Linked DNA regions of Mus musculus: all the other regions are linked to region 4. The links are chromatin contacts, called in public HiChIP or PLAC-seq, Micro-C and promoter capture Hi-C maps. All regions are on one chromosome and are shown on one strand. The core of a region is the stretch at or near the end of the contact, and the rest is flanking DNA. Distances in the headings are between cores, read along the strand shown. Region 1 holds the start of Nagpa (N-acetylglucosamine-1-phosphodiester alpha-N-acetylglucosaminidase). Region 2 holds the start of Alg1 (asparagine-linked glycosylation 1 (beta-1,4-mannosyltransferase)). Region 3 holds the start of Zfp263 (zinc finger protein 263). Region 4 holds the start of Tfap4 (transcription factor AP4). Region 5 holds the start of Cluap1 (clusterin associated protein 1). Region 6 holds the start of Nlrc3 (NLR family, CARD domain containing 3). Region 7 holds the start of Naa60 (N(alpha)-acetyltransferase 60, NatF catalytic subunit).

Evidence for each region. Promoter capture Hi-C pulls out the DNA fragments that hold promoters and counts their contacts. Hi-C and Micro-C count contacts between places; a contact is called where the count stands out from the background. HiChIP or PLAC-seq counts read pairs in DNA pulled down with a chosen protein or histone mark.
Region 1: a contact with region 4 is called in a promoter capture Hi-C map of pre-B cells, with 3 times the contacts expected there. The contact joins the promoter of Nagpa here to the promoter of Tfap4 in region 4. A contact is called at or near these places in 3 of 39 promoter capture datasets (cranial neural crest, liver and pre-B cells), 1 of 15 datasets of contacts at CTCF or cohesin (embryonic stem cells), 1 of 115 datasets of contacts at active chromatin or transcription factors (large pre-B cells) and 2 of 9 other capture datasets (adipose tissue and liver).
Region 2: a contact with region 4 is called in a promoter capture Hi-C map of pre-B cells. The contact joins the promoter of Alg1 here to the promoter of Tfap4 in region 4. A contact is called at or near these places in 2 of 39 promoter capture datasets (cranial neural crest and pre-B cells), 1 of 115 datasets of contacts at active chromatin or transcription factors (pancreatic cancer cells) and 1 of 9 other capture datasets (adipose tissue).
Region 3: a FOXA1 HiChIP or PLAC-seq map of pancreatic cancer cells shows a contact between it and region 4. The contact joins the promoter of Zfp263 here to the promoter of Tfap4 in region 4. A contact is called at or near these places in 3 of 39 promoter capture datasets (liver and pre-B cells), 1 of 484 Hi-C or Micro-C datasets (erythroblasts) and 2 of 115 datasets of contacts at active chromatin or transcription factors (memory CD8 T cells and pancreatic cancer cells).
Region 5: a FOXA1 HiChIP or PLAC-seq map of pancreatic cancer cells shows a contact between it and region 4. The contact joins the promoter of Cluap1 here to the promoter of Tfap4 in region 4. A contact is called at or near these places in 3 of 39 promoter capture datasets (the 3T3-L1 cell line, cranial neural crest and stem cell-derived epiblast-like cells), 1 of 484 Hi-C or Micro-C datasets (embryonic stem cells) and 2 of 115 datasets of contacts at active chromatin or transcription factors (memory CD8 T cells and pancreatic cancer cells).
Region 6: a contact with region 4 is called in a Micro-C map of embryonic stem cells, with 4 times the contacts expected there. The contact joins the promoter of Nlrc3 here to the promoter of Tfap4 in region 4. A contact is called at or near these places in 1 of 39 promoter capture datasets (liver), 1 of 484 Hi-C or Micro-C datasets (embryonic stem cells) and 1 of 115 datasets of contacts at active chromatin or transcription factors (memory CD8 T cells).
Region 7: a contact with region 4 is called in a Micro-C map of embryonic stem cells, with 7 times the contacts expected there. The contact joins the promoter of Naa60 here to the promoter of Tfap4 in region 4. A contact is called at or near these places in 3 of 39 promoter capture datasets (the 3T3-L1 cell line, cranial neural crest and embryonic stem cells), 3 of 484 Hi-C or Micro-C datasets (CD4 T cells and embryonic stem cells) and 3 of 115 datasets of contacts at active chromatin or transcription factors (fetal liver, memory CD8 T cells and pancreatic cancer cells).

Annotation. Positions count from the first base shown.
Region 1 is chr16:5,201,720-5,205,770 of GRCm38.p6, forward strand. It overlaps Nagpa (N-acetylglucosamine-1-phosphodiester alpha-N-acetylglucosaminidase), which reads right to left and starts at 2,293. Exons shown (of 10, transcript NM_013796.3): 1 at 2,178-2,293; 2 at 1,622-2,080. The coding sequence starts at 2,263.
Region 2 is chr16:5,231,414-5,235,169 of GRCm38.p6, forward strand. Alg1 (asparagine-linked glycosylation 1 (beta-1,4-mannosyltransferase)) reads left to right here and starts at 2,208. Exons shown (of 13, transcript NM_145362.2): 1 at 2,208-2,444; 2 at 3,553-3,630; 3 at 3,750-3,756. The coding sequence starts at 2,237.
Region 3 is chr16:3,741,911-3,745,934 of GRCm38.p6, forward strand. It overlaps Zfp263 (zinc finger protein 263), which reads left to right and starts at 2,189. Exons shown (of 6, transcript NM_148924.3): 1 at 2,189-2,857; 2 at 3,867-4,024. The coding sequence starts at 2,465.
Region 4 is chr16:4,557,487-4,561,244 of GRCm38.p6, forward strand. It overlaps Tfap4 (transcription factor AP4), which reads right to left and starts at 2,234. Exons shown (of 7, transcript NM_031182.2): 1 at 1,942-2,234. The coding sequence starts at 2,030.
Region 5 is chr16:3,907,425-3,911,469 of GRCm38.p6, forward strand. It overlaps Cluap1 (clusterin associated protein 1), which reads left to right and starts at 1,585. Exons shown (of 12, transcript NM_029738.2): 1 at 1,585-1,729; 2 at 4,027-4,045. The coding sequence starts at 1,708. 1700037C18Rik (RIKEN cDNA 1700037C18 gene) reads right to left here and starts at 1,265. Exons shown (of 3, transcript NM_028484.2): 1 at 1,026-1,265. The coding sequence starts at 1,029. Gm41410 (predicted gene, 41410) reads right to left here and starts at 1,229. Exons shown (of 4, transcript NR_153801.1): 1 at 1,181-1,229.
Region 6 is chr16:3,974,550-3,978,092 of GRCm38.p6, forward strand. Nlrc3 (NLR family, CARD domain containing 3) reads right to left here and starts at 2,083. Exons shown (of 18, transcript NM_001081280.2): 1 at 1,780-2,083. The coding sequence starts at 1,828.
Region 7 is chr16:3,882,920-3,886,954 of GRCm38.p6, forward strand. It overlaps Naa60 (N(alpha)-acetyltransferase 60, NatF catalytic subunit), which reads left to right and starts at 1,700. Exons shown (of 7, transcript NM_029090.3): 1 at 1,700-1,887. It also overlaps a transcript of Zfp597 not described here.

The DNA of each region.
Region 1 (4,051 bases), core at 1,043-3,542, 640 kb after region 4:
TGGAGACAACCACACAAAGACTTCAGGTTCCCGAAGGCATAACCTCAGCCAGGCCGTTTGAAATGGTTTGTGCCAGATGACACTGCAACTATTCCTACCTTGGCCAAGAGAGCATATCCCCTGATAGTCTAGGAGGACTTTGTTGTGATGCATGCTAAAGAGGCAAGGCTGTGATTGGTGCAAACACAAACCTTCATTTGCACTGGAGGTGTGCTGTGATTGGCACTGACACCCCTTCTTTGGATATATAGGCAGGTGTTCAGTTAGTTCAGTTGGAGTGTGAGCTGGAAGATGCTCTCCTGTGTGCCTACACAGGAAATAAAATTCCTCCTGAGCTATAGCTATGACACAATGAAAGAACCTTCTTCTCTTGCCATCTTTAGTAACATGTGCTGACCTCATAATAAAAGAAGTAGCAGTGAGCTACACATGGACAGGATAGGCAGCTGTTTGGCAGTTAACAAGGGAGGATGGGCTGGAAAGACAGAGCATTGGGTAAAAGCCTTCCCACCACACATGTGAACCTGCGTTCAGATCCTCAGCACCCATGAGAAAGCTGGCTGGAACAGCACACACTGTAGCCTTAGTGCTGGGGTGGGGTGGACAGAGGGAAGCAGGAGGGCCCTGGGGTTTGCCGGCCAGCCAGGTTAACTGAACCAGTGATCTCTAGATTCAGATTTTGTGTTAGAAAATAAGATGGAGGAAAAGAGAATAGAAGACATTTGAAATCAAACTCTGGTCTCCCCTCAGGCACACACAGATGCACACACATTTAAAAAAAAAAAGTAGGAGGTGAGCAGGTCAGTGGACCATTGTAAAGGAGCAATAGGGGTACTGAGACAGTGATCATGACAACAAGTCTGGAAGGGAGTCCAAGAGAGGAGCAAGGGAGATGGCTGGAATGTAGAGAGGTTGAAGGACAGAGCCAGGGAAGAGAAACTGCAGGCGCTGGTCACTGGCAGAAGTTTTAGGATCTGTGAAAACCTAAGATCAACAGTGGTGACACTGGCTGATGTTGAAGGATGAAGAACCAGATACATGGGCAGGCCCAGAAATTGCAACCAAGGGCTGAGAAGAGTTGGGGAAAGCCCACTTCCCAGCCTTGGCAAAAAACGGAACCTTGGAAGAGAACTGGAACACCAGATGGCGCTACCTTCTACTCCTGCCTGCCTGCTGTCAACTCTGGCTGCTGTCAAATTTCAAGAAACACAGAAACTTCCAAAGGCTGCCCTCAACAAGCTCCTTGTCTAACCTGGATTTTTATCAGGACAGCAAAAGGCCTCCAGCTAGCTGTCTGGGACTGCTCCATAAACTCTACACTATTTCCAATTGGTTCCATGGCTTCGTTGAACACGAAATGTTTCTCTAATACTACACAAAGTTCACTAGGGCACAAACTGTGTTCAGGCTCACGGTCGCCTCCCCAAGTCCCCACACACGGCCTGATCACAGATTATTCAGTGGCACATGAATAAACTTAAAGGAAGGAAGGTGTCAGCGTCATTACTCGGAAGAAGAAAGACAGGAAGTTTGGTTAGGGACCTGGACTCGGAGGCATGGCTCTGAAAGAACATCAGAGACCCTTTGCCCTCTACAGCCCCGGGGCTCCCTGCCTCCTCACCCGGTGACTATGGTTCCATCGCGTCGGATACCGAACTGCGCGTTCTGCAGTCCCCCTGAGCTGCTCACCAGCCGCCCGTCGCTCACCACGTTCCCCAAGCACTCGCCAGTGCTCATGCGGAAGAAGCCACCGTTCTGAGCGATGCGGCAACCGGCCGGGACGGCTGTGTCCTCCACAGTAGCGCGGCGCTTCTGCGCGCAGCCCCCGGCTCCTCCGGGCTCCAGCACCGAGAAAGTGCGTAGGGGATCGGCGACCCGCGTCAGGTGGCCGGCCACCGCGCGCCCCTCGAAGTGCGACACGAAGGTGCGCACGGCCGCGTGGTGGCTGGCGCCGGGGTTCGTGGGTGGCGGAGGCCAGCTCTCCTGCTCTGGGCTACCTGAGCGCACCCGGGCGCAGTCTCGCGAGGGACGTCTGCGCGCTAGTGGGTAAGGCAGCAGCAGGTCATCGTCGCGGGAAACCCTGCAGGGACGGGGCGATCGTGAGGTCGGAGGGCTGTGCCTGAGAGCGCTCAGGAAAGGTGGACCCCAGCCAGGCTGGCCCCGGCGGCTGCACTCACCCGAAGCTTAGGCTGCACCACGCCACCCCGAGTAAGCCGAGCAGCGCGGGTATGAGGAACAGCCCGGGCCCCCTGGGCGCCGCCATATTGGATTGGTGCTCCGGTCACGTGGGCTCGCCCCACGTGATTCCAGGCCAGGCTGTTGGGTGCTTTGATTACGCATTCGAATTCCATCAGAGAGGGTAAGGCTGGAAGGGAGATAGATAGCTTTTTATTCTCATATTATGTCAAACTTACAGAAAATTGCAAGAACAGATGCTGGGCCTGTGTAAGTCTGTACAGAACTTGCTTCTCGTGCTTAAAGCCCTAGTTCCTTCTGTGTTGCACAAACCAGAAGTGGTGGCCCACGCCACAACCCCAGCATTCAGCAGAGGCAGGAGAATCGGAAGTTAAGAGGTTGGCTATTCTTGGCTAGTTAGTTAGTTTGAGACCAGTCTGGACTACTTGAGACTTTATCTGAAAGACAAGAAGAGGAAAAGGAGCCTAGGGGGTAAGAGGAGGAAAAGATGGAGGAGGAGGAAGAGGAACTTTTAAGAGTGAAGCTCGAGGCCAGCCTGGTCTACAGAGTGAGTTCCAGGACAGCCAGGGCTACACAGAGAAACCTTGTCTCGAAAAACAAAACAAACGAGAGAGAGAGAGAGAGAGAGAGAGAGAGAGAGGCTTGCAGCCCACTCGTGGTGGTGCACACCTTTCATCCTAGCATTTGCTAGACCTGTCTGACTGGATTAACTCTTGTGTTTTGGGTAGCTTGGTTTATCTTCGTTTTTGTTTAATTTTATTTTTGAAGCAGGGTCTCTGATTTATAGGTAGGCTGGCTTGAAATTCAGTGTGTAGACTGGTCTAGAGCCTCTTGCTTCTACCTAATCCCCAAGTGATGGGATTAAAGGCACAGGTCCCCAACCTGGCCCTGTTTTGGGTATCTTAGAATGACAGGTCTCCACTCTTTCCTCCTCTTGACCAGAAGAAACTAGTTTTCCTCTAGGATATAGGAACGACTGGCGAGATGGCACAGCACATAAATGAACTCGCTGTGCAACCTGAGATGAAGACCCTGAACCCATGGAGAGGAGGAAGAAGAGAATTGGCTGTAGAAAGTCTGATCTACATGTGTGCACCACTGCCTATGCACCCACTTGTATCTCACACACAGACCATAATAACTGACTGACTCAAGCTTTCAGGTGACAAGTGTCCTGTGTTATAGTAAGTCCCGAGCCTGGGATCCTCCTGGCGAGTGTCCCCTTGAAGCACGGCTTGTGCTTCAGTGCTGCCTGTCAGAGGCTGCTCTTCTTAGGGCTTACCCAAAGGCAGAGCCCAACGCAAAGTCCAGTTCCTGACCTCCTCAGGGGCATTGTCAATCTAGTAGGTGCCAGGGATTTGAATAGGTTTAAGCCCCTTTCTGTCTACAGTGAGCAGTGTGTGTGCTTGAAACCAGAGCCATGCTTCTTGGGGTCTGTGTGTGATCAGGCTCAGCCATCTGTACTGAGCCTTGTCCTTCCCAAAACTCATGGTCTTTGCAAGGCCTCAGAATGGGTTTCTTTGTATGTCTGGGTTTCTTAGGCACAATTTGTTTAGATGAGGTCATCCTAGAACTCAGGGGATTGCAAACCTAGTCTGACTGCTGTACTGAGAAGAGGCAGATACACACAGGGGAGGCAGGGCCACATGGAGGCATTGCAGCCACTGGAGAGGGGCAGCCACAAGCCAAGTGATGTCTAAGATGTCCAACAGCCACCGCCACTCAGAGGCAGGCAGCAGACTGAGCCCAGATTCTTCTGAGATCTCCAGAGAGCCTGCATGGCTGGCGTGCTAGTTCTTAGAAGCTCACACAGCTAAGAGCCAGCAAACAGCTCTTCACAAATGACTCTGAGGTC
Region 2 (3,756 bases), core at 958-3,457, 670 kb after region 4:
TCATTCCAGGGATCACTGTTTCTAAGGGCTTGCCAGCTTGATCAAAATATCTGAGCCTACTTCCTTGTCCAAGCCCAAAATCAGATTCTTGTCTGAAGCCTACTTCTTTTGTTCCACCCTAAAATTAAGATTCCTGCCTGAATTCTGATATAGCTGTCTCATGTGAGGCTATGCCAGTGCCTGGCAAATACAGAAGTGGATGCTCACAGTCATCTATTGGATGGAACACAGGGCCCCCAATGGAGGAGCTAGAGAAAGTACCCAAGGAGCTGAAGGGATCTGCAATCGGATAGGTGGAGCAACAATATGAACTAACCAGTAACCCCAGAGCTATGTCTCTAGCTGCATATGTAGCAGAAGATGGCCTAGTCGGCCATCATTGGGAAGAGAGGTCCTTTGGTCTTGCAAACTTTATATGCCCCAGTACAGGGGACTACCAGGGCCAAGAAGTGGGAGTGGGTGGGTAGGGGAGCAGGACTGGGGAGGGTACAGGGAACTTTCGGGATAGCATTTGAAATGTAAATAAAGAAAATATCTAATAAAAAAAATTCCTGCCTGAACTTACTTCCTTGTCATGGCCTAATGTCAGATTCCTGCCCCAAGCCCATTTCCTTGTCCTTGGCCAATGTCAGATTCCTGCCATGCAGCCCCCAAAGCTCCCCACACAGCAGTACTTTTCTAGCTGGCAAAGTCAGGAACTCTAGAGTTCATGCCACTATCATTATCTTATGCATCTCTTTCTTTCTCCCTTTATTGCCCATACTTAAAAAGTTCTCCCTTCCTTCCTTCCTTCCTTCCTTCCTTCCTTCCTTCCTTCCTTCCTTCCTTCTTCCCTCCCTCCCTCCCTTCCTCCCTCCCTTCCTTCTTTCCCTTCCTTTCTTTCTCTATAACCCATTGTCTATTCGTCTCTCCCTAAACTTGAGTCTCCTTTTTCTCCTTATAAGCTGAAAGCCAACAAGCTTTAGTGAGCTTTCTGTTTCTGCCCCTCACAGCTGAGATTATAGGTTTTGTGGTGACATCCAGCTTGTTACATGGGTGTCAGGATTTGAACTCCTGTCATGATTGCAAGTAAGAGCTCTTAACTGCTGAGTCATTTATCCAGCCCCTTATTTTTTTGAGTTCTTGTCATAAGCTGCCCAGGCAGGTCTTGAACTCTCTATGGAGTCGAGGATGACCTTGGCTTCTCCTCCACAGTGCCAGAATTACAGGCTATACTATGCCTGCTTCCTCTCTTTTGTATTTGAATTGTTGTATTCAATGTGCATGCATCTTAACAAATGAAGAGATAAACATTTTGCTTAATAAATTTTCTCACTGGAAGGCACCTCTGCTAAAGAGCCAGAGGCCCTATGGTCTCTTGCCTTCTACCAACAAAGATCGGTTTCCATGTGTAGCCATGATCTTGTTTATACATTCACTTCTCAGGGAATGGCCTCTTTCCTCAACAAAACTAGGAAATTCATCCAAATTGTTTTTATTTATTTAGTGTACAAGGGAGGTGCTGTGTGTGTCACAGCAGGAGCGTGGAAGTCAGAGGATGTAGAGAGTTGATTCTCTCCTTCCTGAGATGGTACCCTACTTTAGCATCAAACACCTTTACCTGAAGAAAACTCATCAGCCTCTCATCTAAAATTTAATCTCTCTTGTTAGATTATTAAAGGCAGCTACTGAGAGAGTAGATAAAAGAGGCTGGGTCTGATCATAGCCGAGACAAGTTCATGTACGGTGAGGGTACATTTTTGTGTAGATGGCTAAGATACTCACAGAAGATGAGATATGGCCTCCTATAGGGGTAGAAATGACTTCACAGTCCGTAAGGGAAGCTGAGAAGTGTACTCTAGCAGCAGGTAATCATTATCATCATTATTATAGTTTGAAATTTATCTTAGCGGTCTTTAAAAGAAGTTCTTAGACTCCAATAAAGGTACAGCTTTACTTTCACAGGGGAAAACACACTTCAGAGAACTTGGCATGGCTAAGTCCATTCTTGGGCTCCTTAAGTAACTCTTCAAAGGCCTCCTACCCTTTCCAGGCCCCGCCCCCCCGTTCAGAGCCCGCCCCCATCTTCCAAATTCTCTTTCCTTTTCTCCCAGACCTCGCCTTATCCAAGGCTCCGCCTCCTCCTTCGTAAAGAGGCGATTTCATAATCACCTCCCCCTGGGCAGGGTCTGGGGTGTGCGCTTGCGCATAGCGAGGCTTCCGGGCCCGGTCACGTGCTCGGCGCCGGCCGGCCAAGATGGCAGCGTCCTGCGTGGCGCTGCTGGTTCTGGCGCTGCTGTTGCTGGTGCTGCTGCTGGGCTTGTGGAAGCGTGGGCGGCAAACGGGCAGGGCCCGGCACATGGTCGTCGTGGTGCTGGGCGACGTGGGCCGCAGCCCCCGCATGCAGTACCACGCGCTGTCATTGGCCCAGAGCGGCTTTTCGGTGACGCTGCTGGGGTTCTACAGTGAGTGGCGGGGACCTGAGAGGGAGGCTCAATCAGGAGCCTTGACTCTCCCTGTTTTGGGACAGAGGCGGGAGCAGCTGTGCTCCTCTCCTGCCTGTTCTGGTCTGGACCGCTGTTTTCTGGTGTCTGGGAGCAGCGGGCGTCAGTCGCCGTTTACCATACGTGAGGACTACAAATAGATCGGTTGCAAAAGTGTCTGTCACTTGCTTTGTTTAGGTAGTGCACAGACAGGCTGCAACCCTGGTGTGTGAGACCTTAGTGCTGGTCACCACTTCCTCATGCTGCCTTTGTCACTGAGTTGGCAGGCTGAATGTTTCTTCACATCCCTTGTCCAGCCGCAGAGCTTTTCTTGCTGTGGATGGTTCTCTTGTCCCCTAAGGTGTAGGCAGAGGTGTCCACTCCCTCATCATGTCCACGTGGATGATTTTTCAGGGGTTCACTCTTACTATGCAGCCTCTAGCTGGTTTGGATCTCACTATGTAGGCCAGAGTGTCCTTGAACTCACAGAGATCCACTTGCTACTGCCTTTAGAGTGTTGGGATTAAAGGCATGCACTTTAGTAGCCCCTCAGGTATCCAACCTTTTGACACAGTCATATGAAATCTGCTAGCATGTTGGGGACATTCATAACTATCCTCGAACACGTGCTGGGCACCTCAAATTGGATCTGCGAACTTGGGGGTGGCCCAGCTCTATCTAAGGGAAAGTGGAAATAGCCCTTATTGGTCCCCGTGTGGAGTGCTATCCTAGGGCAGACTGCCATCCAGGAGTTCTACTCTTTATCAGTTAAATTGGGTCCCTATTGCATGCCAGTCATCAGGTTAAATTAAGTAGGTATGATGAATGCCCTTCGAGGGTATTCTATAGAAGAACACAAAGTGACCTCATTTTCTATTCTGGGTACTGGGGACCTGTGAGGTTTTGATAGGTGTTATTTTCCTTCCACCTTGTTTACTTGAGATGGGCATGCTTTGTAGCACATGCTGGCTTTGAACACTTTATCCTGCCTTATCCTTCCAAGTACTGGAATTACAGATGTGAAGGAACACACCCAGCTGACTGTAACTGGCTATTTCTGATACCTGAAAGGGCTCATTTGCATTTGCAGACTCCAAACCTCGAGATGAACTCTTGCAGAATGATAGGATTCGGATTGTGAAGTTGACAGATCTGCGGGGCCTGGGAGGTAGGACCAGTCAACTCCAGGTTCTTGACTAGGGGTAGGGATGGTTGCGTATTGGGAAGATGAAGGGACTCTCAGTGCCAAGAGCTCTTTTGTAGAGACAGATGTTTTCTGACTTGCAGCTGGGCC
Region 3 (4,024 bases), core at 939-3,438, 820 kb before region 4:
CCTATACCAGCCCATGTGCTACCTAGTGTCTAGATAAATAGGCATTTGCCATGGCAGCCTGTGGGCTTTTGTACCTGTGATGAAACTACACACAGTCATCCAAAACAGACCATTTTTATTTCCACAGCCTAAGCTTTGCTACAGGTTAGCTGTATGAACTTAGGCCATCGACTTAACTGGCACTATTGGGAACAAGCAAAAGAAACTTATTCTAAATACTACCATTTTCTTTTTAGGTCATAGGACCTAAATTCAAGGTCCCAGGCTCTCGTGGAGCTGAGGACTTCCCAATAGTTAAACAGCTTCTATTATAAAGAAACAGTTGTCTGAGTCCTGACATCTCAGGGACAACTTTTAAGTTGTCTGAGTCAAGACATCTCAAGGACAACTTCTCTATCTTGCTGGCAGGATCAAATTAAGTTCATGTTCCCAGGCCCAGGCCCCAACTTCCATCCTGATTGATGGAAACTCCCTTTCTCAACCCCTTTTGTCAAAATGATTGGACAATGCTACCACCCAGCCCAGCCCAGCCCAACCCCCTTGCTTTATTGTTTCCTTTAAATATGCTGCACAGCATCCCCTCAAGGTCACAGTTCAGCTCATGAGTCTGTTCTACAGCCCTGATCAATCAGTAGCAGCTTGATTACAATAAATTTTTGGCATCTGCATTGACCTGGTATTTGAGTTATATTGGGACCTCACGACGGCACTCCATGCCATAACCACAGGACTTACTTCATACCATATCTTCAAAGTTCTATTTCATGTATGAATGCTGAAGCTCTGAAGGGAAAGATACCCTGGCAATCGGGAACCAAAAGTCGTGCCGCACGACAAACCTCATTCAAGAGACTCATTGGGAAGGAAAAATCCAGAACATCATTCTCAGCTCAGGAAAGAAAGCAGGGAACTGAGTGGTAGGCAGGGTTTATACAAGATTTCTTAATCTTCCCACCACAGCTTTCCAGGGTGAGGATTGGTAGAATTTCACTGAGCTTGAAGGAGATCAGAGACTGATGAGTTTGCTCAGGGCTTGAAGGGTTTCTATACCAAGCTCCAGGATTAGTGGGTTTTTCTGTTCAGGGTTGGTGGGATTTATTTATTTTTATCTTTTTGTCTTGTAGGGTGGGGCCAGGCTACTCTTCCTCCTCGGGCCAGGGAATGACAGTAACAGCTATTATTAAACAACTATTAGGGTTAGGGACCATTAAGGAAGTCAGAGGTGGGAGGGACCTGGCTGCTGGAGCTCCTGGTGGCCATTTTCCTGCCTCAAGGTCTTACAAAGTATAAAAAGTTCACAAAGGGAGACCAGAGCAAGGAAGGCTTTCCCTGCCTCTTGAGTTGCAATGAATAGACAACAATGTAAGCATGTGTCCAATAAGTGATTACGGGTTTTCGTGACACACTCCTAGAATCTGCAGACTCCACCACCTGTCTGTGACAGCTGCAGTCTCAGGCCTGGGCTATTCTCTCTTCAAAAAATAAGGAAGTCCGCCTTGGTGTTTCCTTTTCTTCAACCTTCAGGAAAATAGTCAGAGCCGATGATTATGCTAATCCTTAGACCTGCTCTGGGAGATGGCAAGAGCAGTTCATACCCAGAGCGTTCTTCTGGGTCGACCAGCCACCTAAAGATGGAGGACTAGGGACCATCGCTCACAGGGAGGCAAAAGCTCGGGCACGGGTATGTTTATCGTAGCTCGACAATCCATTTAGACCTGCTCAAGCCACAGTGCAGGCGCAATAACAAGGGCGCGCCATGGACTACATTTCCCACCAGCCCCAGGCAGCTCGAGCCCTGGAAGCACAGTCTATTTCCGGTTGTAGGTCTCCGGAGTGTTGGGATCGGCCTTCGGAAAGGTTTTCTTTGTTAAGCTTCTGGGCCCCGACATGACACTCTAGCGCCTCTGGACTCTGGTTCAAGCGTGGCTGAAGAACTTACCTTTTGGCAAACTTTCCTATGCAAATCTGAGCCAGGTTGTCCCCGGGTCACATCCGCCCAGGGATTCCCACCCCTACCGCTTCCCCACCTGGAGGCCCCGCCCATTGCGTAGCCCCGCCCCTCATCCCCATCCGACTTGTTCCCCTCCCGCTCTTTTATGCAAATTTTCCTTGTCCTGGGTGGACCGTGAGTACGTGGTGAGACCCGACCCAATGGGAGACAGCGCAAGGGAAACGTGAACCGGAAGTCCGTCCTGACTAGCGGCCGTTGGCTTATGACGCCTAACTCGCGTGCTGAGGCTTGCGACCCGGGCCCTGCGACTTAAGTTCTGTGCGGGCCTGAGAAGCCGGTCAGGTGGCGACGCTGCAGGCCTGATATTGCTGAGATTGTGACCTGGGTTCCTCCGGCGGGATTTGGAGCCCGGAGTCTCTCGGTTGCTGCAGCCGTGGCCTACTGCTGTACAGAACCCAGGGCGTCTCTCAAGGCGGACGTAGCTGGTGTCGGGACCTAGGCTGGTGTCGGGGCATGACTATGGCTGCGGGCCCAAGCTCGCAGGAGCCAGAAGGGCTCCTCATAGTGAAACTGGAGGAGGACTGTGCCTGGAGCCACGAGGTACCCCCGCCTGAGCCAGAGCCCAGCCCGGAGGCCTCCCATCTGCGATTTCGACGGTTCCGCTTTCAGGACGCCCCGGGTCCCCGGGAGGCCCTTAGCCGGCTTCAGGAGCTTTGCCGCGGGTGGCTGCGGCCGGAGATGCGCACCAAGGAACAGATCCTGGAGCTGTTGGTGCTGGAGCAGTTCTTGACTATCCTTCCCCAGGAGATTCAGAGCAGGGTGCAGGAGCTGCGCCCAGAGAGCGGCGAAGAAGCAGTCACTCTTGTGGAGCGTATGCAGAAAGAACTTGGGAAACTGAGGCAACAGGTGACAGCTGTTTTACCCGTGGTTTGGCCCGGAAGTCATTGTGCTAGCCTCTTCTGTAGTCGAATATACTTGATCGTCCTGAGTACACTTTACAGGAAGGAGAGGGATTTTTTTGTAGCTTATCCTTTCCTTCCAGATTGTTCCCATATGACGACAGTAGGAAGTGAGGAGCACTTCCACCAGTATTTAGTTATGTAGTTAGAAAGCTTCTCACAGGCCTCGTGACTTTGGGCAGACTACTTAATCTGTTTCGTCCTGTTTTTCTGTTGGCTAAAGCACTGTCTGGGAATAATTTTGAGGACTTGGAGAAAAGTATGTCGTTTGGATGACACCTACTGCCACTGCTTTGAGGGGTTTGTTTTGTGACAAAGTCTTACGTAGCTCAAGCTAACTGACTCAGTGTGTAGTTGAGCTTGGCTGCAGAACAGTGGTGGTCCTCCACCTTCAGTCTCCCCAAATTCCGAGTTCTAGGGTTACAGGCAGAGTCTAGATATGTAGCCCAGGCTTAAACTCGAGGCAATCCTCCTGCTTCAGCCTCCCCACTGCTGATTCCCACAGGCATGTGCCACTATCCCAGGCCTATATTTAGTGGATAACACCCAGCATATCTTAGTCAATAGTTTGCAATACAGAACTGGATCTCTGCTAATTGAACTCTGAAAAACAGCTAAGCACCGAGGGGCTATGGTCGCAGCCTGATAAGTTCACCTTATCTAGTAGTGAAACGTGGAAGCATCTAGAACAGGTGAGTGTGATCGAGCAGAAGTGAGGAGTATCAATGGAATATGTTGAGAAAGTGTGCATTGAGAGTGGACCCTCAGTTTTCTTGCTCCATCCCTCCCCCATTTTCTGCTACCACCTAAAAAGCCCTTAGCATAAAACATCTTCTTGGCCAAGACCAAAGGGATAGTCTGTGGTTCTCTGTTGAGGGTGTGTCCTAAGAATCCTGTACTAATTTCCAATTCTGTCAGCCCCGTTGTGATGATGAGTGATGTGGGTTGGTTCCCAGGTCACAAACCAAGGGCGGGGAGCAGAAGTGCTTTTGGAGGAGCCTTTGCCACTGGAAACAGCAGGAGAGTCACCGAGCTTCAAGCTGGAGCCAATGGAGACTGAGCGAAGCCCTGGCCCCAGGCTGCAGGAGCTGCTAGACCCCAGCCCCCAAAGGGA
Region 4 (3,758 bases), core at 984-3,483:
CGAGTGAAGACAAGAGTACCGAAAGGCTTAGGCATAGCAACCAGAGGTTCCTACTGTCAAAGCCAATGCAGGACCAGCACCAGAATGACCTCTCCAGAATATGGAGCTAATCAGGCTTCACTCCCCACTCCCCAAGCCAGCTCAGAGGAGCCAGCACAACAGCAAACTTAGGAATCGAGTCCAGCTGAATATCTGCTCTAACTGGTGCCTTCTTAGCTTTATAAAGCTTCTCCAGCTTTACAAAGAAATCAGAAAACAAATGGACTCACAGCAAGATTGTAGTGATTCGAAGAGAAAATTCTAGCAAGTAGGTCCCCAGAATATTTAGTGTCCAAGAGTTTAGTTACTGCTGTTTTGTACCTGCTGGGCCCTCAGGTGAACCGTATCTTAGTGCCAGCTGGGGGGGGGGGGATTAGAGGGGGCTGCCAGCTGCTAGACCCACCAACAGGCCCTAGGTATTGGCTCTCAACTTGAAAGTAAAGTGGGATCCCTACCTGGATTTTATACCTATGCAGCAACCTGCCCCACAGGCGTTGCTGTCTACCAACCAGCCTATGCCACTCAGCGGGCTCCTCCTCCTCCAGCCCCAGCCCTGCCTGGCTGGGGTGTCGGAGCACGTGGCCCCAGCCCTGGGGAGCCATTACGCTCCTAGAGTAGCACGGCAGGCAGGAAAGAGATCGTCGGTTTCAAACTTAAGCGCGCTGGAGAAACCTCTCCTTGCGTGCACCACCACCATCCCCGCCCGGACCCAGCCGGCTTGTAGGGTTCAATGAGCAGATACCAGGGCCGGCAATAGAAATCTCAGACATGACGATTTAACAAGAGTTTAAGAGAGATTCGGCCACTGGTCAATCGCGATTTAGTAGCGAGTGGATCTGGGGCAACCTAGGTAGGATCAAGCTCACTAAGGGGTATCTCAAGAGAGACCTCCGACCACCCACCCGACCAGGAGATTCAACGCTTTGCATTTATGACTGAGGAACAGAAGTGGGACAGCAAAGTTTGCAGACCCATATGCAACAGGAAGTAGACTAGAGCCCTGAAGCAACCTAAGACGCACCCTCATCAAAAGGCCTCCCCACCTGGCCTGCTTAGCCCACCTAGTTGGTTACGGCCGAGCTTTGTGCAAGTAAAGCGTGGCCCCGAAGCGCCTACAAGTCCCACAATGCAGCACCGACCCGGCATAGAGAACTACAGCTCCCGTGAGGTCGTGCGCGCAGAGGCCCGCCTACTCCAAGAGGGCTGCAGAGTCACGTCCAGGCCTCGCTAGTAAACAGCACCCGAGCGCGGGCGGAGAACGTGCGACTAGTGACTGCCAACGTGTGGGGGACCGCAACTTCCCTGCTTGAAGCATGGCCACTAAAGGTCCACGTACGCCTCGCAACCTCGAGCGAGCACGCCCCCAACCCTGCTGCAGCCCTGTTCTCTGCAAACGTTCACACCACCCGGCTCCCCGCCCCCCCTCCCCGCAGCCTGGAACCGCGGCATGGCAGCATTGTAGCTGTCCTCTCGCACACTCCGGGCCCCCCCCAAAACGACCTCCTTAGAAGAGGGTTCCCAGAAAGCGCGAGTAAGCAAGGAAAAGGAAGGAAGCCAAAGCTGGCGGGGGGAGGAGGAAGCGCTGGGTGAAAGCCACCAGCAGCAAGCATGGCCGGGACTGCTGCAGCACCACGTGGGTCTGTTTGCAATTTACAAACGTCGCGACTCGCCCGCCTGCAGCGGACAAAAGTGGACAGAACCTCTCGGGGTCCCCACGTTCCAAGGGAAGAGGGTCCCTAGGCAACGCAAGCAGGGTTCCAGAGACTGCAGCGGACCCAGTAGCTAAGAAAGGCGAGCGAGCTCGGAGGCGCGAGCCATGCGTGCGCACACGCGCACCCGCCCGGGCGGGCTGGCCGGGGGCTGCAATGGGAAGAAGGGGTTGGGGGGAGGAGCAGTACACACCTACAGAGCCCTCCTATCACTTCTTTCTCTGTTTTCCTGAAATGTTGCAAAGAGGGCACCTTCTGAGTGGGCACCATGAAATACTCCATAGCGATAGGCCCCCCTCCTGTGCACGAGCCAGGTCTCGCGGTCAGCCGGAGAATGCAAGATGGAAATCCGAATCAAAGGGCAGCGCCGGACGGAGGTGCAGAATCGGCCGGTCCCAGATGCTGGCGGCAGCAGCAGCAGCGGCGAGGGGAGGGAGGCGGGCGGGAGGGGCGGGCGGGAGGTCTCTCCAGCCTGCCTCCCCGGGCGTGTGTATGTGTGTGTGTGTGTGTGTGTGTGTGTGTGTGTGTGTTTGCAGCTGATCAGATGTCTGTTTCAAGGCGGGAAACAGCTGGTGAAAACTCAGCACTCCCCGGCCTCCTTCCGCGGAGTAAGGAATTGCATGTAAACAAAGGACTATTTGCAGCGCCCCCCCCAGGGCGACTGGATGCTGGGGCGAGAAGGGCGCAAGCTCCTTGGGACCGACTACTACATGGGTCTGCAGACTTAACCCTGGGATCAGGAATCAGGGGTCGACAGCTGGCTGTGGGGGGACACGATGTGAATGGAGTGAACAGCGGCCCAGCTACATGCGCCACTATGGGTGATGAGGTCCATCAGCTGACAGGTTGGCAAGCGTAGCTAAAAAGAAAAAAAAAAAAAAAAAAAAAAAAAAAAAGGCCAGCCCCACCGCACGGGATCCCAGTCTGTGCAGTCCAGGGTCCGGTGAGGACTGCCCAGTGCGGGGTCTTTGCGCACCGCTATCCTGGAGGACGCGCTGGGCGGGGCTGCAGCAGCAAAGGGAAGGCTCTTTTGGGTGTGTGCTTCAGGCTTTTGCATTTTCATAATTGCCACTGCACGGAGCGGAGCAGAGCCACTCTGGCGCGCTCCCTTTCGAGCCGACCCGGGCCCCCTGGAAACTTGCGTCATAGCCACTGTTTCCCACAAGTAACTTGGGGCTGACTCTGACCACCCGCCAGCCTCCTCCCTCCGTCTTTACCCAGGTGGCTGCCTGGCCCAAACTCTGACTGGTGCTAGGAAATTAGATTGCGAAGGGTACAGGCAGGTGCGCAAGGTACCTCGGATGTTTGGGGCTGCCATAGGAAGAGAGAGCAAGTGGGAAGGAAGGGAAGGGCGGAGGCAAGCCAGAACAGCAGCGGCCCTGAGGCAGGCTGCCAGCGCGGTCCGAATATCCATTAGAGGTCTGGTGGTGGCTGCCAGGTCCTGTCTTGCCTCTTTCACTACCTTACTTTCCGACTTCGCGCGCAGCGGGCTGCAGCTTCTCATTCATGGGGAAGGCGGGATAAAACTTGCTCCACCGCCAGAGGGCGCGCTCTACAATGGGGGGGGAGTGGTGGTCTGGGGCAAGGGAGGGGACGTTTTAGGGGTGAGCTTCCGTCCTCTGACACGCCCCCACCTTCCGGTCCCGGCCCTCCCCAGACTCCTGGAGGGCTTGGCCCCAGGCTCAGGAAGCCCACGCCTGCCTCGGAATGTCCTCGCTCCAGCTCAGCGCCTTTCCCAGACCCATTCGCTGCCTTCCAAGGTTCCACCCAAATCGAGCCTCTTAGTTGAAATACTTCTATTTATAACAATTGTTGGGTATTATTAGAAAACATTGTTCAATATTACCAACCTGATCTCTAACTGTAGATGCCAGATCAATTAGCATCTAATCCCAGGGACACGTAACTTGAAAAGCAGCACTTCCTAGCCGGCTGGGCTGTGCAGTTGCACACCTGTAATCCAGAATTCTAGCGCTTGGAGATCGAAGATACGATCGTGCCTCTAAAAAA
Region 5 (4,045 bases), core at 335-2,834, 650 kb before region 4:
AAGAGTATGCTGGCACCAGTGTATATAAGCACAGTGGGTACAAGAGGGCATGCCTGGCCCAGTCATATAGCCTAGATCAGGAGTTACTCCCTTCCCAAGCATGCACATCCCTGGGCTCTCCCCAGTAGCTTTGGGCCCAGGTTGGGACAGTGTGGCATCTCTGCTGCTGCTCCTCCCTGCAGCCAGGCACCTTCTCTTATTCGAAGCTCAGAGAATGCACAGACCAAGGCTTCCATGGAGGGCCAGTATGGTGGGGGAGGAGTGGCCAGGCCTTCTGTGCAGTAGGGCCTGCTCTCCCCTGTCTAGGGGGTGGATCTGCAGGTCTCCCATAGCAACTGGTCCTTATGATGTCACAGTAAAGACTAGTCTTCCTGGACCTCCTAGTTTGGGAGAGTATGGTATGTCAGGGGCAAGGAGGGAGGCGGGCAAGGGAAGAGACCAGAAACCTAGGGTAAATTTGTTGATGTTAGATTCAGAGCAAGCCACATAAGACAAATTGGCTTTGGTATGCTGGAAAGTCATTCGCTAGGCTTCCTCATTTGTGGCAGGGAGAACGAGGATTTGGAGAACAAACCTGTAGAGATCTGAATCATGCTGAGAAGATGGTTCTGGGTGACACTTGTCTAATTATCCATTTTCTCATAGGTTAAGCAGTATGTAGATAATGCCAATTTTTTTCCTGTGCATTCTGACAAACTGGAACAATTATTCTGCTGGTAGAAATATAAAACTACAGGTTCTTTAGAATCTTAACTCCACCACAACTCTGTTTCATTATAGAAAATTTAGTTCTAGGTTTTACATCTAGGTGTATGAACCATTGTTTTTTACATAGATATTAATTTGCTATGGATTGCTCATTGTTTCAAAACCATTTGTTGCAAAGACTGTTCAAATGCATTGTCCCCCATGTTAGACTAGCCACGAATGTATGGCCCTACCCCACATATTTTTGTCCTTAAGTATCTACTCTTGGTCAGTACCACCGTGTTCTAGCCAAGGGCACCTTTACTTCTTGCACCTACCCATTTTCCTTATCGCCCACCCTTCCTGGCACAGCTCTCCTCTCTCCAGCCCTGCTTTTGTCGCGGTTGTCCTCGACTCGTAGCAGTCACCAAGGAGAGTTCTCTGTAGAGCCTGTGCTGACCCTGACACCCTAGGCGTGGTACACCAGCACTACCTCGCTCCACAGTTTCCAGGGCAACCTCTGGCGCGCGAGTCTGGGCGCCAATTTCCGGCTTGTCGGGAATACTGACTAGCTGTGCGTGCACAAAAGCCTTCCGGGTACAGGTCTCGAATTCTGCCCAGGGTAGGGTATCTTCGTTCCTGTCATTCTGTGGATACTTTATGAGGCTTCGACTGCGGGGTTTAGCTATGCTTTTACAAATACAAAGGAGACTCGGTCACAAAAGGTTATAATGTGCTCCATATATCAGTGAGGTAATGAGAGTTCCAACGGGACCAGAGCCAAAAGCGCTCTCTGAAAGACTATGACGTTGCGCAGCTCGCAAGGTGCTTGGCGCCACCTGTTGGTCTGTGTCCTGCGCTTGCGCTCACCACCCCTCTTCGCTTCCTGTCCTGTTTGGCCTGGTCCGCACGCTGTCCAAGGCCTCTGAGCGTTGCTATAGAGACCGGAGAGCGCTGGGCCTGCGAACTCTACAGAGACGGGCAGCGGCGCCCCAGTGGACTCTTGGGGACCAGAGCGCCATGTCTTTCCGCGACCTCCGCAGTAAGGCTGCACCCGGCTTTCCCGTGGGCTTCCCAGGATCTCGAGACTCCCCTGCCGGACCCCTGCCAGAGCCGTGGGCCCAGGCAGGCCGTGGGTCCCTGGGCCAGCCAGGGGCTGACAGAACTTTACAGCACCTTTGGAAAGTTCGGTCCGTCACTGGCCACGTGTAGCTAGAACACTGGGAATGTGTCTCGAGCCGCTGAAGAACTGAATGTTTAATTTCACCTCATTTTATCTCTGGTTGTCACGGCCACATTTGCAGCCGCATTAGAAAGGTCTTGCGGAAATGGAGACTTCTTCTGCATTTAGTTTGTAGAAAGAACCAGTAAAGCCGAGGAAGTGGCCGGATGAATGGATGGCTAGTGCTGCTAGGTTGTTTTGTTCATTTTTGAGGGTTTGTTTTGTTTGTTTGTATGTTACAATCTGTCACATGCTGTCCTCTATGTGGGCAATATTTCATTTACTCCTAGCAGGTTTGTGCCCTGGTTAGAGATGAAACAGGCAGCAAGAGGTCAAAGTAATTGAACGAGTTGCTTTAGAGTTTGAATCCAGCTTGCCTGAATGCCAAATACTGGGCAGAGAACTTGGCTAGAGAGTGGGGAAGCAGACTACTCTTACTCGTTATACTCTTTGGGGGAAACATCCTTTTTGTGGCAGGTGATTATATTTCACCCTTATTGTTCCTAGTTTTAACTGCAAGTTAAGTAGTATAGCTACCCCTGGTTCACACAGCTAGAGTGATGGGACTGTGTGACCTAAAAAATCTTACTTCACTTACAGAAGAGTAGCAGCTATTAGGGTCGTGTTGTCTAGGGTTTGAGGGTATTTGAAACAGTGTAATTATGACTGTCCCACGTAGTTTTTGATGAGGCTGGCACTTTACTGGGATCATTGAATAGTGATCATTGTACTGGAAAGAATATTTAAAAGGAGTATTTCAGAATTTATACTGATTTATATTTTTTTACCTTAAATAAATGCTGTATAGTGTGTAATCTATGAGACTGTCACCATTTATAACAGTGGAGAACTTGATAGCTACTACTTAGCTAAAAGGAGTGTTTAGGCAAAACCTGACTTTTTTCATAGAGGTATAAGGAAAAGCTGCAATATAAAGGGTATACATATATGGGATATATGTGTGTGTGTGATATAAGGGAAAGAAATAAGGGAAGGATGCTTCCTATCTTTCTACCATCTCTTCGTGACCTAGCAGAGTCTGCCTGCCCTGCTTTGTTGCCCAGATAGATTGTTTGGAATGCTGAATGTACATTTTGAATACCCGTAAGCATGAGTAGACATTACATTGCCAGGAACCATGGTCAAGATCTCAGCATATTGTAAGAACTCAGAAATGTTGGTTGTTTTCTTGCTTTCTTGCTCTCTTTTACTTGTTTTTCAAGACAAGGTTTTTTCCTGTCTTGAACAACAGCCCTGGATGACCTAGAACTTGTTTCATAGACCAGGTTAGCATCAGGTTCACAGAGGTCCATCTGCCTCTGCCTATGAGCACTGGGATTAAAGGTATGCAGCACCACGCCAGGCTTGGTTGCTCATCTGTAAGCCTCGCTTTCTTCATCATTGTTTTCTCCTTTCTTTCAAGCAGTGTGGCTTTGTTTTAGTTGCTCCCAACTTAAAATATTACTGTTTACTAATCTTTGGTTTTTCGAGACAGGGTTTCTCTGTGTAGCCCTGGCTGGCCTGGACCTCACTCTGTAGACCAGGCTGGCCTCGAACTCAGAAATCCGCCTGCCTCTGCCTCCCAAGTGCTGGGATTAAAGGCGTGCACCACCACGCCCAGCTTGTTTACTAATCTTTTTTTTTACAGTAAATCTAAATACTGCAGATAGTTCAGCCATTCTCTTATTAAATTTTCTCTGACTATAAAGTAATTGATCTTTAAAATTTATGTCATGAAAATCATATATGGTCACTGGAGGAAAAAAAACAATGTATAATCTTGTTCTAACAACGTGTTTTTCTCATGTTTTATGAGGCTAGGTAATTTTTATTTTGGATAGCAAAGAGGCAGCTACCAGAGAGAAATTAAAGCCCCAGCTAATACCTACGCCCCATTTCTCCAAAGGAAATCTACTATCGTTGAACTTGGGTGTTTTTCAGGTGATGGATTAGATATTGTTTCAAATCTCCCCTTTCCTTTCCCCATTCTAGAATTGATGAATTCAGCACCTGGAGTTGAGAAGACCTGATAAGAAAGGAAAGCATTAGATTAACTGTTTTCCAAAAGGAGATGCTATTTGACAAGGACTGACTGAACTGTGTTTTATATTGCACAGATTTCACCGAGATGATGAG
Region 6 (3,543 bases), core at 833-3,332, 580 kb before region 4:
CCCAGCCTATCACGCAGATGCCCGCACAGTTGGCCCAGCCTATCACACGGATGCCTGCACAGTTGGCCTAGCTTATCACACGGATGCCCGCACAGTTGGCCCAGTCTATCACGCAGATGCCTGCACAGTTGGCCCAACCTATCACGCAGATGCCCGCACAGTTGGCCCAACCTATCACACAGATGCCCGCACAGTTGGCCCAGCCTATCACGCGGATGCCCGCACAGTTGGCCCAGCCTATCACGCAGATGCCCGCACAGTTGGCCCAGCCTATCACACGGATGCCTGCACAGTTGGCCACTAAAGAATATGCTTTGGGATTCCATTTCCAGGGAACTTAAAATCTGGACAAACCAATCTGAAACAAGAGATGTCAAATAGTCACTTTTGGGGTTGCTTCTGCCTGAGAGGCAGCACAAGAGACCTCTGGGTGCCAGTTTCTACACATTGATTAAACACTACCTGTAAGGTACATCTTGACTTTTGAAGTTGGCAACTGTGCAGAAATACAAATGTAGTTGGACCAACTGAAGTAGATCACTGTCAGCCTGTCCATGGCAAAGGTCAGGATGCTTTCTAGTAGGATATTGTCAGGGCATGGAACAAGGCTAGCTATTGCCTTCTGTAATTGGATGCCCACCAGATAATCTTATTACTGCTAAACAATAAGGTTGTTGTAAACAAGAGGATGAGGCAACCATGTTTTCAAAGGACTTAGATCAGTGCTTCTTGACTCTGGCAAAGCATTATGTCTGGTGGAGCCTATTCTGTGCCATGCTTCTCTGCCAGGGCCACAGACCCGGCCTGAGCCAGGTGAGTCCCTTCCAAATGCCGGCCTTGCCCCACCTAGCTTAGCTAGGGTGGGGACGGGGAAGGGGGGGGCAGGGGGAGGCGGCACTGTTCATATCTCTGGCCACACACATAGTACCTTGGGTTTTTTTGTATGACCTACTCTTTACCCTCATCTCCCTCCCCAGGCCTGACTTAGCAACCATAGCAACTATCTGGTTTCTGAGATCAGCATCCTGAAAGAAGTAACTTCTGCCCTAAGGATACACCACAGCATTGACCTGGAGTACCAGCAAGCAGGTAGATCTAGCCCTCCCAGCAGCAAAGTAGATACAACCGTTGCGGGATGGCCAAAGTGAGCCTGTGATAAGGAGGGGAGCCGGGAGGAGCCCCAGGGCCTAGAAGCCTGTCCATGGGTGGACACCATAGCTAACACTCCCTGTGTTTAACATTCACTAGGCTTTGCAGCCACACCTCTTACAGAGGCCTCCCTTGGTTAGCAGTCTCAGAATGACAAGTTTTAACTAACGCCAGGGTGTGGCTAGGAGTGGCCCTGGGGGAGGGGTATTATGGGAAAGCTGGGAGTTGTATGTAGCACGCCCCTTGACCTTTGGGGTAGGTGCTGGAGTTGTGACTCCACTTACAGGTGGCAAATGAACACAAGAAGAGGGTCACCTGCTTGGGATCACAGCCTTGGAGGAACCGGGTTCCAATCGTGGTGCTGCTTACTTGCAACCTGCAATGCATCCTGCTCCGCCCATGCCATCACCAAGAACACAGAGCTGGGTCTTCTCCCCTAGAACTTGTGGATCATCACCCTGGGCACAAGTGAGTCTACCAGACACTGACGCATCCAGACCCAGCAGCTCCAACACCCAGGGCTCAGCACTCCGTAGCCTCCTCGTGCCCTCAGGCCTTCAGAGCCTCTACCCTCCCTAGCAGCTTTTCCTGAGTCCTCCCTTGCACCGATGTGCTCTGGGTGCTACTTACCTTCCTGCCATGGTGGCTGCTCCAGGGTGCTAAAGGGCTCCGCCTGCATGCTCCTGGGCACAGCTCTGCTCCAGTGAGCGGGAGGCCATGTTTATGGCTGAATGCCTTGGGTAGTCAGTGGCAGGTCAGCTGAGGCTGAGACCTTGGTCTGTCCAGAGCTGAGGAAACCTTCTCTGAAGAGATCAGGGGAGTTTATCACACTGATCACGCCAGGGCTGGGAGTGACAGACCTACCACATCCTGTAGTCCCCAGGAGCCCACCCACTGTCACTGCAGCCCCTCAGCTCTTCCTGTCCTCCACCTCAACCTTCCTTCCTGTCTAGTTTTAAAAGCTAACAGCCTCGCTGACAAATCAGTGAGCTGCTTGGCCCCAGGCTCACCTCTTTGGTTCTGTCACATCCCCCAGAGTAGGGAAGTTATGTTGGATCTCCATTCTGGGACTGAGCATCCTCACAGCATGTGCTCGGGATGGGTACAGTGCCAAAATTGTTGACATTCATTCTCCATCCTCCAACAGACTGTCAGAAGGTGGGGGGTGGGGAAGCAGGGGGCAGGGAGGAGGTCAGCACCTGGGTTTAGGTCACACTGCTGAGAGATAGTCAGTGGGGCCGGAATGCCTGCATGCCTCCAGGCTTTGATACCCAGTGACCTTCCTCTTATTAAAGCACGTCTTTCACCCTAGAGGTGCTTCTGACCTAGCCCTATCCCTGTGAGTCAGTGGACCCTGGAATGCAGCACACAGCTATTCACAGCAGGAAGGTAGGTGTCCTGCTCAGATGCAGAAGAAAGGATAAGGACAAGGACGTGGCTGAGAGCGATCAAAAGAGAAAAAAAAAAGCTTGCAATAAATGGACCATTTAGAATGTCTTCTACTGATGGGGGAGTAGGGAGGGGGGAAGGAAGCCATTTACTGTGACAGCTCTGACTGACTTAGGAGACGTGGTAGCCAAGTGACCAAGGGGCCTTGGGCTCTTCAGCAAGCACACAGAGTTCTCAGGCATCTGTTGAGTTCCGATGTTGAGAGCAGCCTGCATGCAGGGGTGCAGGAGGCATGTGGCAGACCTTTGTTTCCCATGGAGAGGTAGGACTTTGGTGCTAGGTTAGAAATGCTGTTTTGGAACGTCTGCCACCCATCTCTTTCCCTACTGAGCACAGAGGAGCAGGCTGGGAACTTGTGGACACCGTGGCAGACCATGGGAAGCCTGAGGAGGCTCTAAGCAGGGGAAGCAGAGAGCTATAGTCCTGGCCAAGGGGTGCAGCAAAGGTGCTTTGTGGGCCAGTCACACGAGGCCCAAGAGGCTCAGCCTGCCTCCTCCAGAGATCTAGCAGGAGAGGAAACAGCCTTCTTCCTGAGGATCTTGGGGAACATCCTAGTGCTAGCTCCTTCCTCTCCTCCCAGTAATGGCCACCAGCCCCATACATGGGCTATTCTGATGTGTGTGTGTGTGCACGCACATGCATACACACATGCCCAAATATACACATTTCTCCAGGGTCTTCTTCACTCTGAGACTTTGTTACCTGAGAGCAAACAGCAAGGCAGTTAGTAGGCTCAGTTCTTCTTAACTTGGGGAGTGTAAGGCTTCCAGCCTGCAGTCAGGGGCCTTTTCCTATGGTTTCCTTACCTGAGCTAGTAGTTGTTTATCCAAGCTAGGCTGTGGTTCAACACAGACAAGCCTAGCCCATGGCAAGGGCTGGACCACAGAAGTGAACAGGCTAGAGGTCTGTTCATATTACCCAGACCTCCCTGTCCACCCAGACCAC
Region 7 (4,035 bases), core at 450-2,949, 680 kb before region 4:
TTCTACAATTGAGGTACACCTTACTTTCCAAGATGTTTAAAGACTATGGCTTTTTATGTTTCTAAGATCGTGATGTTTTACACAGTTTGAGACACAAAAATGTATTGATGTGCCTTGGACCAGCCTCAGTCAGCCTCCCTCAATCCGCGGAAAAAAATTTCAGGGTTCCCGTTGCAGGCAGGCATGGAGTTGGGACGAAAAAGGTGACAAACAGACACAGACACAAGGGAGTGCTGTATCTGGATGTAATTTGTCAAATTGAGCACCAGTCTTATATTACAGACGAAAAACAAGAAGGCTAGGCGAATACATTTGCCAAGGTACATTGGTTCTTACACAAAACAAAGAAAATGCATACATAAAAAGATAATGGGAGCCAGGCCTTGTTTACAACTGAGAATAGAAACAATCCTTAATTAAGATCAGCCAAACACAGGAGCCAGGTGAATGCTCTGATGCAATGCTAGTCTATTGTTAAACCCACCTACAGTGGTCCTTTAGTAAATACCTGATTATGCTATTCCTCTGGGCCTAGTGAAAAACCTGCACCAGGGGAATTCCATTCTACTAACCCTTTCATGAGTAATACTCCAACCCACCTATTTCCTAGGCCATTGTGTATTCCTGTGTTTGGGTGAAACTCAGCTATTGTTCTAAGTAATTACTATGCAGACTGGCCCTGAGCTTTTCTAGCTCTGTTCTAGTAAATTGTAATGTCTGATTATTTTCACTGTCTCTACTAGAAGTGAATTTGAATGTTACTGAATAGGTAACATTCTTACTGAATTCCAAGCTCAGGGTCAGGACATTGGAACACTGACAAAGGCTTAGCTATATGTCAAAATCAATCCTTAAAGGCACTTATAATAAAACAATACTGAAAGAGAGCACACGAATCCATACACCAGACTAACGCTGGGACAGGGTTTGAGTATACGTGCTATTGGAATGCCAAGGCTCCAGGAGGCGAAGTTTCCGTGAAAGTCTTCACCTCATGACTGCTTCCAGGTTTCTAAACCTGTAATGCGAGTCACTACTGGAGTGGATGTAGCACTGATGTATTTCTTGGATATTAATATTTTTTTAAGGTTGGTTGAGCCTTTGACTACATACCATTTTAGTTATCTAAAAGCAAAGAATAAACTGTTGGTCAGCAAGCTTTTCTCTGGTTACACGAACTGAATTATCTCTGAATTACATCTGGATATAGAACTCCCACCCCCACCCAGCCCTGAAGGCCAATGTCACTTGTCCACTGCAATGATAGCTCACGACCACCCTTCTGTGGCTGTCAGCGCGAGCGCGGGGCGGTGCCTTTTGAGTCAGGGCTTCTAGCAATCACCAGCGCCAGCATCTATTAATACTAACCTCCAGTGGGGGAAGAGCAGGCCAGCGGCGGAGCCGTGCGTCTCAGGACTAGGGAGGCCTCGGAGCTCCTCTGACCCGCTTGATCGAGGAAAGGCGCCCTCTGACCCGCTTGATTGAGGAAAGGCGCGGAAACCCCGGCCCGCCGCCGCCGGTGTCCACGCATGCACGCAAGGGCAGCTGGGCGGCTCGCAGCTGTCTTGAGCTTCCGCCGCCAGTGCGGGAGGCTTCGGGAGCAGGTCCCGCCAGCGGCCAGAGGCTTGCCAGCTCCCAACATGGTGGCGGCGGCGTCAGGGAGGGCGGTGCCACATGGCGTAGCAGCCAATGATCTTCCGGGCTGCGCCGCCGGCAGCACAGGAGAGGCGGAAGTGCCGCGGGGCCGCCTTCCCTGTCCCGGCTGCGGCCCCTGCCGGTTACATAATCTGTCGCGGGGGACCGCGCAGTCCCACGTCCGGCTTCCCGGCTCCCCCAGGATGCGCTGAGCCTTGAGACACCGTCCGCTGCCGCCGGCTCCCGTCCGAGGTGAGGCAGCCGGGGGCCTCGGCGGGTGCAAATCGGGGCGGTGAGGAGGTCGCTGTCGCGACACCGAGGGCACTGCCCGCCCGTGGGAGGCCGGGTTTTCCGGAGAGCCCCTTACCCACCCCTGCGCGGGGCGCTTCTTAGCGCCCAGTTTGTTTCCGTGACGGCGGCGAGGGGCGCGGTGGGGCGTCGGGAATTGGCCTTTCTGGGGACCCTCAGCCAGTAATTGCAGGAATTGGGAGATGGAAAGGCGGCATCCTCTGGTTTTGGAGGTGAAGGGTCTGGTCGACTCTTCTAGCTCCAGCCTGCCTCCCTTAAGGGACTTGTTGAGCTGGGGGTAATTGTCGACTTTTTGCACGCGTGAAAGCCGAGGACCCTGCTTTAGGTCTGTCGCGTCTTTTCATTCCAGCAGTACTTTTGGTATTCCGGCACATGGAAGCTAAGCGGACCCTCCATAATCGCCTCTGACTTATTTCTTCTGAATTGGAGAAAACATTTGCCAAGGAGAAAAGGGGATCTATGACCAGTGCTGCTGTCTTGGGCTGGGGCTGTGGAGAGGGTACTCTGGGCCTTCTGAACCTCCAGCAAATGCCTGCCTTGCTGGTGTCAAAACCCAAGGCTTGGGGAGCCAGGCTGCAATAAACATAAACTTTGGCTCCTTTATTGATCTCTTAACTCTGCCAAGTCCCAGAGCCATGTGCTTTTGGGTCATTCTTGTCACCCTTTGGTCTTGAAAGAAGAGACTCACAGCCTAACTCTGTGGCTCCTGTGGTGTCTGGAGTGCTAATTAAGGAAGTTGCCAAAGAGCTTTTCCTTTTTCAAAGTACTAGAAACATAAAATCCCTGAATTAGTCTTGGCTTGTCTGCTGGCTTGTGTGACCCAGCAGGCAAAGTCATGTTACTCCCGAAATCATCTATGCAAAGACTTGAGTCCACAAAACCATGTGACATGGAGGAGAGTTTTAGAAGGCCTGTGACCTTGTTACCAGCCGAAATGTCAGGAAGAGGAAGGTCTGGGACAAAAACAGCATATAAGTACACACAGAGAGAGATGCACACACCAGTGAACTGCGAGTTAGTACAATGTGATTAAAAACTAGAGGATGCCGAAGGGCCATCGTGCCAAAGTAGTACACTGCTCATGGCAGGGAACATAAGTCTACACACCTCCTTTTAGGGTTTTTGTATACAACAAGAATAATATGCCAGATGTAAGCCCCCTGAGAGTGGGGTTTGCATTGACTCTTTAAAAAGGTTGTAGTTTGCTAGATTTTCATCTTACAGACCTAGACAACCCCACATCAGGCTTCCTGGGCTGGGTTTCCATGAAAATTGTTACATCTTGTCACAGAATTAAGTCTGGTCTGGTGTCAGCACACCAGCACCAGCATAAAACATACAATTTCGGGTTGTTGGTTTTTTTAAGTCTCAATGTGTCTTGTCCTTACTATCTTTAACCTCTTTAAGTTGTAACTTGAAGAGATTTTGTCAGTGTTTGTTTAACCACACCCACACACCCGTGTGGAGAGTATCTTTAGATTTGACTTGTCCAAGTTGCATAGCAACAACAAGCTTCTGACCAGAATGGAAGATTTCTGGATGTCAGATCTGAGGGATTAAAGATAGTCCTGAACCAAGACCAAAGGTTATCTATAACCAAGGAGTGCTTGAGAGAGGAGAGATTGTGGTGCCTCAGCGTGCCTCTTAGTGCAGTGTGGAGAAGCTCAGGAGTGCTTGAGAGGAGAGATTGTGGTGCCTCAGCGTGCCTCTTAGTGCAGTGTGGAGAAGCTCAGGAGTGCTTGACAGGAGAGATTGTGGTGCCTCAGCGTGCCTCTTAGTGCAGTGTGGAGAAGCTCAGGAGTGCTTGAGAGGAGAGATTGTGGTGCCTCAGCGTGCCTCTTAGTGCAGTGTGGAGAAGCTCAGGAGTGCTTGACAGGAGAGATTGTGGTGCCTCAGCGTGCCTCTTAGTGCAGTGTGGAGAAGCTCAGGAGTGCTTGAGAGGAGAGATTGTGGTGCCTCAGCGTGCCTCTTAGTGCAGTGTGGAGAAGCTCAGGTGCATAGAGTCCTGCATTGACGGCACAGGGAACAGACAGATGAAGACAGGAGTTGTTAGAACTTGAGTTCTAGGCCAGGCTTGGTGGCGCATACCTT